Regions from separate parts of the Sus scrofa genome. Here region 2 is linked to region 1. The links are chromatin contacts, called in public Hi-C maps. All regions are on one chromosome and are shown on one strand. The core of a region is the stretch at or near the end of the contact, and the rest is flanking DNA. Distances in the headings are between cores, read along the strand shown.

Region 1 (4,310 bases), core at 968-3,467:
AAGATTAAAAGTCAAACTTGTAAAATGAACTTGTTTGATTTTCATTTTCATAAGCTTTGCATCTTTTTTTTTTTTTTTTTTTTTTTGTCTTTTTGCCTTTTCTAGGGCCGCACCCACGGCATATGGAGGTTCCAGGCTAGGGGTCGAATCGGAGCTGTAGCCACCAGCCTACGCCAGAGCCACAGCAACGCGGGATCTGAGCCGCGTCTGCAACCTACACCACAGCTCACGGCAACGCTTGGATCCTCAACCCACTGAGCAAGGCTGGGGATCGAACCCGCAACCTCATGGTTCCCAGTCGGATTTGTTAGCCACTGAGCCACGACGGGAACTCCGTCATAAGCTTTGCATCTTATCAAGAATTATGGTCTGGTGTGTAAATGGAGAGGTCGATCAGCCTTTGGCAGCAGCAAAGAGCCTTGAATGGGAGCCAGAGACCTGCATTCTAGCTAGCAATGTGCTCTTAGACAAATTCAGACCCAGTCTGGCCTTCAGTTTTCTCTTTTGTGAAATGATGGTATCAGCCTCAATGGCTTTGAAGATCATTTCTGGCTATGACATTCAGTGACTTTTCTTCAAATATCTTTTGTGAAGGCAACACCTGATTTCTTTGGTTCCCTGCTTTTGAAACATTTCTACGAGATGAAGGTTTGTTAACCTCCTATCATTTTATTCCCATCTGGAGAAGTGTATGGGAGAGAATTAACAAAGGACATTTAAGCAAGATGAGACAAAGCTGTGTGTAAAAATTCTCTGGCCACCAGGGGAGGATCTAATAATTCTATTCCAGGTTCAACTTTTCTTGTAACCAGATTCCAGAAGAAAGTTATCAGAACTAACTTTAAGAAAGAAAAAATTTTACCTGTAGAAATATCATTCTGCTTTAAGTTTTCTATATAATCATTGCCAAAGGAATCTTTGCCAACCTGTACCAAAGAAATGATGAATGTTAGATCTTTTACATTTAGTAAAATGCTACAATGTAGCCTTTAGAATACTTAGCATTTTAAAAGGGCATATCTACACTGTACTTTATAAACATTAACTAATTAGCCTTCTTAATGTAAGATGCTAGACTTGATTTCAGCCCAAAGAATTGTTATATATTAATGTTTCATTTATAGCCCACCTACAATGTGGAACCTTTAATGACTGTCACACATTCTATAGCTTTCCTCTCACGGATCTGTTATGTGGAAATTCTCACTGAGACAGAGATGGTCCACCATCAACAATTCTCAGTATTTATGATGGGATCTCAGTTGCTTATACTTCACTATAAATGAAGGCATCTTTGTAATGACCTGCCTCGTGTTTCAGAATCTTCTTATCTTCTTCCCTGACCCTGTGTGGGAGGTGGGCAAAGAGGAGGGGACTGAAAAAGCCCTAGCTAACTTGGGTAACTTAGTATAGTGGCCTTGTCTTGTTTTGTGTCCTAGCATCCATTCTGATATTGATACTTCAGTTTTTCCTTCAGATCCCCATTCCTCTTCCATGCATAGACAACACGATTAGGGTAGCACACTTGTCACAACCAGTGACTCTATAGTGATCCATCTTTATCACCCAAACTCTGAGGCGTACATTTGGGTTTGCTCTGGTCTTCTACATTCTATGAGTCTGGACAAATGCATAGACATGTATCCACCATTACAGTTTCATTCAGAGTAGTTGCCCTGCCCTAAAAGTCCCCCTGCTCTCCCGTTCACTCCTCCCTACCCTCAGTCCCAGGAAACTACTGAACTTTGCACCGTCTCCAGTTTTGTCTTTTCCAGAATGCCATGCAATTGGAATCATACAGTAGGTTTCTTGCACTTAGTAATATACATCTGAGGTGTATGGTTTTTTTTTTTTTCATTTTCTTGGGTTGATAACTCATTTCTTTTCCGTGTTGAGTGATATTCCATGATATGGATGTACCACGGTTTCTCTCTCCATCCACCCGCGGAGGGACATCTTGGTTGCTTCCAAGTTTTGGCAGGTGTGAGTTAAGCTACTATAAACATCCATTTGCAGGTGTTTGTGTGGATTCCTCCCTCCTTCTATTTTTAATTTTAATCACCTTGTCACCTTTTAAATGTTAGGAGACTTCACAAAAACAACCCATATTTCCAGGAAGTTCTGAAAACTCAGAGGTCCTGGTAAACACCAGGCCCACATTCCTACAAGATGACCCAGCTGGACCTGTCTCAAAGGTAAACACTGCTCTCTGGTTCACCAGAGCCCTCACCGGCCTATTTGCAATTATGTCACCTGTTTGGCCCCGCAGGCTTTCAGGCCTGCCACTCCTGACTATTCTTCCGTCCTGCAGATGAGCGCTCTGTAGTGTCTCCAGCCAGGTCTGAGCATTCCTGGTGGGTTCTGCTCTTCCACAGCAAAAGTTCTCGGGACATATCAAGGGAAAGAAACCTAGAGGTTTACTTGGCCAAGAACCTCAATGAGGGACAATAACATTTCCTGGGAAGTTTCCTGGATTGCCTAAGAGTCAGAAAAGCTGTTTTTTTTTTTTTTTTTTTTTTTTTTTTCAGTAAAGGGCCAAAGAGGTAGTGTTTCAGACACTGCAGGCCAGATGGGTCTCTTCTGCAACTATTCAACTCTGCTATTGCGGTGCGAAAGCCGCCAAAGACAATCTGTAAACAAATGGGTGTGGCTGTGTTGCAATAAAACTTTATTTATAAAAAACACATGGTTGCCAAGATTTGCCCCACAGGTTGTAGAGTGCTGATCCCTCATTTAAATGCCACCTCTGATACCTTCTTCCTCAAAGAACACTTTTTCCTGTGCTCCTTTTCTGGTGGAAATGTTGATTAGGCAACAATTCAAAAAAGATCATAATGTGTTATTAGGACGCTTTCTATCTCTACAGCAAAGAGCATCCACTACAAAAGAATGCTGTGGGGAGAGCCCCCTGGCGGAAGGAGGTCACCTGCTAAAGGTTTCTGTCCCAGAAGTCGTCTGGCCATTTATCTACCAGGTAAGTGTCAAAGCATCTTGTTTCTTAGGTCAGAGATTCGTGCCAGAAAACAAATCCTTTGTTCTCTCACCTTAAAATTTTTTTTTAAACATTATTTAACTCTGTCTCATGGGTAATCAAAGTGTTATATACTTGGGCAAGTATCCTTACAAGAATCTTGTAGGGATTAAGAAGGGCCAGCCCTGGGCACATGTGGCCCAGTACAAATTAGAGCAAAGAGACTTCTCTCCCCTTTCTTGTCAGGTTTACACAGGTAAAATCTGTTTAAGGTGAATGTCAAGGGCAGGCTTGATAAATGGGGGTGATATTATAAACATTAGGAAGTGCCAGGATTAGGAAGAATTATTAAAGGGGAAGAAGTTTTGCCTTCAAGAAACTGATAATATTGGAGGGAAAATAAGACACAGAGAGGCAACTCCAACACCAGATGGAATCCCATGTGCACAGAGGCCTAATTAGAAAGGGATTCAGGGAGTTCCGTTGTGGTTCAGCAGTAATGAGCCCGATTGGCATCCATGAGGATGTGGGTTTGATCCCTGGCCTGCTCAGTGGGTTAAGGATCCAGGGTTACTGTGAGCCGTGGTGTAGGTCGAAGATGTGGCTTGAATCTGGCGTTGCTGTGGCTGTGGTGTAGGCCAGCAGCTGCAGCTTTGATTCAATCCCTAGCCTGGGAACCTCCATACGCCACACAAGCAGCTCTAAAAGGAAAAAAAAAATGCGAGAGAGGGATTAAGGCTCAGGGTCACTGCTTCCACAGGTTTGCTGCTATTGCATTTTTTTTTTTTTTTTTTGGTCTTTTTGCCATTTCTAGGACTGTCCCCGTGGCATATAGAAGTTCCCAGGCTAGGGGTCTAATCAGAGCTTTAGCTGCCAGCCTATGCCACAGCCACAGCAACGTGGGATCTGAGCAGCATCTGCAAACTATACCCCAGCTCACGGCAACGCTGGATCCTTAACCCACTGAGCAAGGCCAGGGATCGAACCCACAACCTATGGTTCCTAGTCGGATTCATTAACCACTGAGCCACGACGGGAACTCCCTGCTATTGTATTTTAGAGGCTGCAGTAGTTGCCTGTCTTCTTCTTGCCCAGAGAATTACCTGATTGGCTACATCCCTCGGTGATGGTTATGGTTCCTGATTTATTCTAATGGTGATTTCCTGGCAAATCTGTTGGCTGCCCATCTAAACTCTATGTGAGAAGTGGAGTGAAATCCTTTGCTCTTGCCTTTGATACTCCCTTGTTAAACCTAAGTGGAAAAGTAACAACACTGCTGAAGATTACAAGAAGTCGACTCTAGTTCCATGAACTTCCCATGTTGGTCCCAGGGATATAC
Region 2 (4,310 bases), core at 899-3,398, 130 kb before region 1:
TTTACAGGGGTGAGGGTTGGAGGGCAAGTTCTAGTCCTGGACCTTTCTACCCTTGGGTTTTGGGGGCGGAGAAGGGACCTTTGAGCTGCTTTCATTTCCAGAATTTGTTCCAGACAAGCTGGACAGTCTAGGCGATAACCGTCTTAACAGGGTTAGTGCAGGCAGAGGCTTGGATTCCTATCCTACTTGGGGCAAAATCAAGCGAAACTACCCCTTCCCGTCAAGAAGCTCTGGATTCCAGCAGATGGTTTTAATTTGGGCTTTAAGTCCTCTGCTGGCTCTGGAAAATCTTGATCGTGAGGCTTGGCTCTGGTTTCCTCTGGCTGTCACGCACACCGCTTCAAAAGTCAGTGCAACTGTGGCAAGAAGTGACCACAAGAGGGCAGTAAAGACCCATCACTATGCAGCAATTTGCAGGTGGGGCTCAAAGCCAGTAGACGAGCGTTTCAAAGCAAAGCAAGAGTAACAATCAGATCCTGAACTCTCTCAAAATCAGGATTCTGAAAGGGTTTGGGGCAGCAAGCTGGGTCAGGTCACCAGTGTCTTCTCAGCCTGTTTCTGGTGCTTAGTTCCACCTGGAGAAAGTCTTTCTCTAGTTATAATGCAAATATTTTATGGAGGAGTTTAGGCATTGCCTATCTATTACTTACACACTGTCTTACAGAGAATTTTTCACACTTGTCTCCCCCCCCCGCGCTGTCTTTATTGAGGAACAATTGACAAAAATTGTATCTAATTTGATTGATATTTTGATATATCACTCATTTCCAAACTCTGAATTTTTATTTATCAGACTTAAAAGGTAAAAAGAGGAGACACTATCACCTCTGTTTAAGGAAACTGAGGCTCAGAAACCGGAAGAGACTTGCTCAAAGGCATGCCAAGTTCATGGTGGAACCACGATTCCAGATCCTCTGCTTATTCCTTCTAGTTTTCAGTAGTTTATGTTTGTAAGCTTTGCGAGTTTCTGGAGCAAAGACTACATCTGGTTCCTCTTTTTGTCTTGGAATGGTGCTCCCTTAATCTTGAGGGCTCTGAGTGGGTGTGCTGTATAAGGTTCTGCCCTTTAGGAGTTGGATTCCATGATCTCTCTCTTATCCCTCCTGATTCAGTAATTCTGTGATTTGGAGGCACAGCCCTAACAATGACAGTGGCAGCCCTGAGTGATCCTACTGGCAGAGCATTTCAACAAGGGCAGCCACTTGGCTACCAGCCTATAAAGATCTATCGTTAGCAATGCCGCGAGGGCGGGGGACATTTGGGCAGTTTCTCAAATTGCGCAGCCTTATGGGAATTGCCTTTAGGGGAGGAGAATGAAAAAATATCTAATTTTAGCAGTTACGTATAGGAATATATACTTACGTACACACATGTATATGTATGGTGTAGAATGTGGTGAAAAAAATTTTTTTTTTTTTTTTTTTGCCACACTTTTGGCATGTGGAAGTTCCGCTTCAGAGCCAGGGATCAAACCTGCGCCACAGCTATACCAGAGCCGCAGCAGTGACAATGCCAGATCCTTAACCCACTGAGCACCAGGGAGCTCCTTTCTTTTTTCTTTTTCTTTTTTTTTTTTTCCCCCCTGAGGTCAATTTTTAAAGTGAGTTTATTTGAAGAAGAACATGAAGCCAATAATGCACGGTGGCCTGCAACACGGTACCAAGTGTAAAGGAGGTGTACCAATGAGTGAAGTTGAAGGAACTGTGGTGAGGTGGGAAGGTGTTGTAACTAGAGTCACAAAACTAATCTGAAGTCTGGCTCTGTCACCCAAGCCATGTAACCCTGATTAAGTTGCTGACTATACACAAGTCTCAGTTTTCGCATCTGTAAAGTCAGAAAAGAATTCTTGCCCCCCTTAACACATGTGAGAATACATGAAAGCACACGGAAGCCTGGAGGACTGTGCAGGTGTCCACTGGAGCTAATACTCCCATTCCCACTTCCACCAGGGTCTTTCGGGACCTCTTCACCATCACAGAGGATGCCTCCCAACTAGGGTCTGTCTCCCAGATCCCCAGGACCAAATCCAGTTCAGTTTGTTGTCCACACCTGGGTCTGCCATTCTGCGAGGAGGAGGAGGAGGAGGGAGGGGCTGGAGAAACCCTGGAATGAGTCCGGGAACAAGTCCCAACACATCACTGTTTGCTTTGTCATCCTGGTTCAATGACCTCATACAAGGAAGGGAGGGAGCGGAGGGAGCTGTTCTCTTCCAGATACCTAAGGAGGCTTCTGACATCTACTCTTTCCCTTGTCATGAGAAGAGCAGGCGCCAGGCTGTGATTTTTAAGGTCTGAGCTAATCTTGGCAATGAAAGAGAATGGCACCTCCCACAGCTGGCCAGACGAGGCTTCTTGCGGAGCTGCCTGGAGCAAAGGGGCAGGGGGGCTGCCGTGGGTGTTGGAATCCAGGCTGTTACCCCTGCTCCCTGGAGGGGCTCCGGAATACACAGCCCTGTCCCCAAGTCCTGACCAGCCTTAGTGCTACTTGGGTGCGTGCAAGGCACTGGCATGTCTCCCGGTTGAGGATAAAGAGCCCAGGGAGGACAGCTTTGAGTTGTTCCGAATCTAGTGCCTATGGGACAGCCAACTGGGGTGGACAGTAGCTTCAGCGACCCCAGTGTCATCATCCTCACATACTCCTACATCTTCACACACAATATTCAATGAGGACTTTCTGAGCACCTACTGTGTACTAAGCCTTTTGGGGAAATGAGACAGCCAGCACCTGCACCCAAAGGCTATGTAGGATCTCAGAGTCACCTTTTTACCACTGGGATTCCTTTTGTCATCCTTACCCCAGCCCTTCTGCCATCCTTAATTAATGAATAATTAAGGTGTAAATAAATTATGTTGTCAGCCAGACAAATTGCATTTTTACGGGGGTCCTTTCCAAGTTTTTTGTAGCCAGATATTTATGTAACTGCAGATAAGTACTTCTGCTCAACAATAACTAACAGGGCTATACTGAGCTAGTATCCAGTCTGACAAAAGCAACAAAATTTAGCATTGTAGCTATCCTGATTATCCTGGTTGGGCTCTTTAAATTTTTAAAAAGTAGCCGGCAGACTCCCTGGGGAGTCCATTCAAGGTTTTAGATAGAGGTGGTGACATGACACCTGGGTTTTGAAGGACAAACAGGAGCTCACAATCAGGGAGAAAGATTACTGCAGGCAGAGGGGGCAGAAGGATCCAGGTGCTGGGCCCAGTGCCTCCATACCCGGGCTGGTCAGGTGGATCAGGCTGTGGCTTGAACTCAGAGGGTGGAAGCTGGGGTTTGGAACAGAGCTGATGAGGGTGCAGCTGAGAACCAGGAGTCTTACAGGTGAATGTTCTAGTCTGGTCACATGCTGGTTCTGGAAAGACTGAGGCAGGAAACCCCATTAAAGTCCCTTTGGTTCCTGAGGGCAGGAGGGAAAAAGATCGCAAAGGACAAGCCAAAAAGTTAGTCTCCCACCCTGGCTGCCCCGCCCTTTAGCTCCGAGAGCAAACCATTTTTTTGTGATTTTTTGGCTCATCTTGTAAATGTTCCAGAGTCAGAACAGGCTGTGCCATGGCTGAACAAACCTGTTGAACAAATAAACAAGGCAGGCTTCAGGGCTAGGAAAGCACTAGACGTGGGCCCCCATCCAACCAGGTCCATGGGTTCTGGCAAGTCTGTCCCGAGGCTCTTCCTTTGACTGTGACAGGTGGGAGTGTGGGACTTTGGGGTCCTTGTGGCTCTGTGATCTAAGCAATTTGCCCACAGAGAGGAAAACTCCAGAGCCTCCAGTTGAGCAGCCTCCTTCCTTTTCACTCCACAGTGCAGCTAAGGGCGGGGAGAGGGGAGATGTAGAGGCAAATACTGAAACCAAAGGACACCTGTTTGCTTATTCATTCATCGGACCAGTGCCCAGTCTGTGCGGGGTGCTGTGCGGCTCTTCCCTCAAGGAACGCACTAGGAGCTGTAAATGCTCTAGCTGAGGAGAGAAGGTCACATTTCTTGTATATGCCAAGTTCTCAGCCACCTCAGGACCTTTGCTCCTGCTGTTCCCACCACCTACACCGCCAATTCCTCCTGCCTTCTTGTGTTTCAAGCTCAGCTTGGATGGCATTTCCTCAGTCTGGCTTTCCCTGACCACCCTGTGAGTGGTAGGCTTGCCCATCCCTCGCCGGCTCTCCGGCCACACTCTGTCACCCTCCTAGAATCTATAACAGCTTGGAATTATGTTCTGCCCTTCATTTAGTCAGTTATCTTCCACCTTTCTGATCTGAGTATCAGCCTACCTGAGGGCAAGAATTCTGTTTGCGTTTTCCACCTCTGGACGCGTAGCA

The links. A called contact is a pair of places that touch in the nucleus more often than the background predicts.
Region 2: a Hi-C map of liver shows a contact between it and region 1, with 7 times the contacts expected there. A contact is called at or near these places in 6 of 47 Hi-C or Micro-C datasets (embryonic fibroblasts, heart right ventricle, liver and 2 more) and 1 of 2 datasets of targeted methods (skeletal muscle).

The regions. Positions count from the first base shown.
Region 1 is chr3:111,367,743-111,372,052 of Sscrofa11.1, reverse strand. RBKS (ribokinase) reads right to left here. Exons shown (of 8, transcript NM_001315776.1): 3 at 863-926. Among named protein-coding and RNA genes, the nearest start is that of RBKS, 41 kb to the right of the region's middle.
Region 2 is chr3:111,493,794-111,498,103 of Sscrofa11.1, reverse strand. No RefSeq gene overlaps it. Among named protein-coding and RNA genes, the nearest start is that of SUPT7L, 36 kb to the left of the region's middle.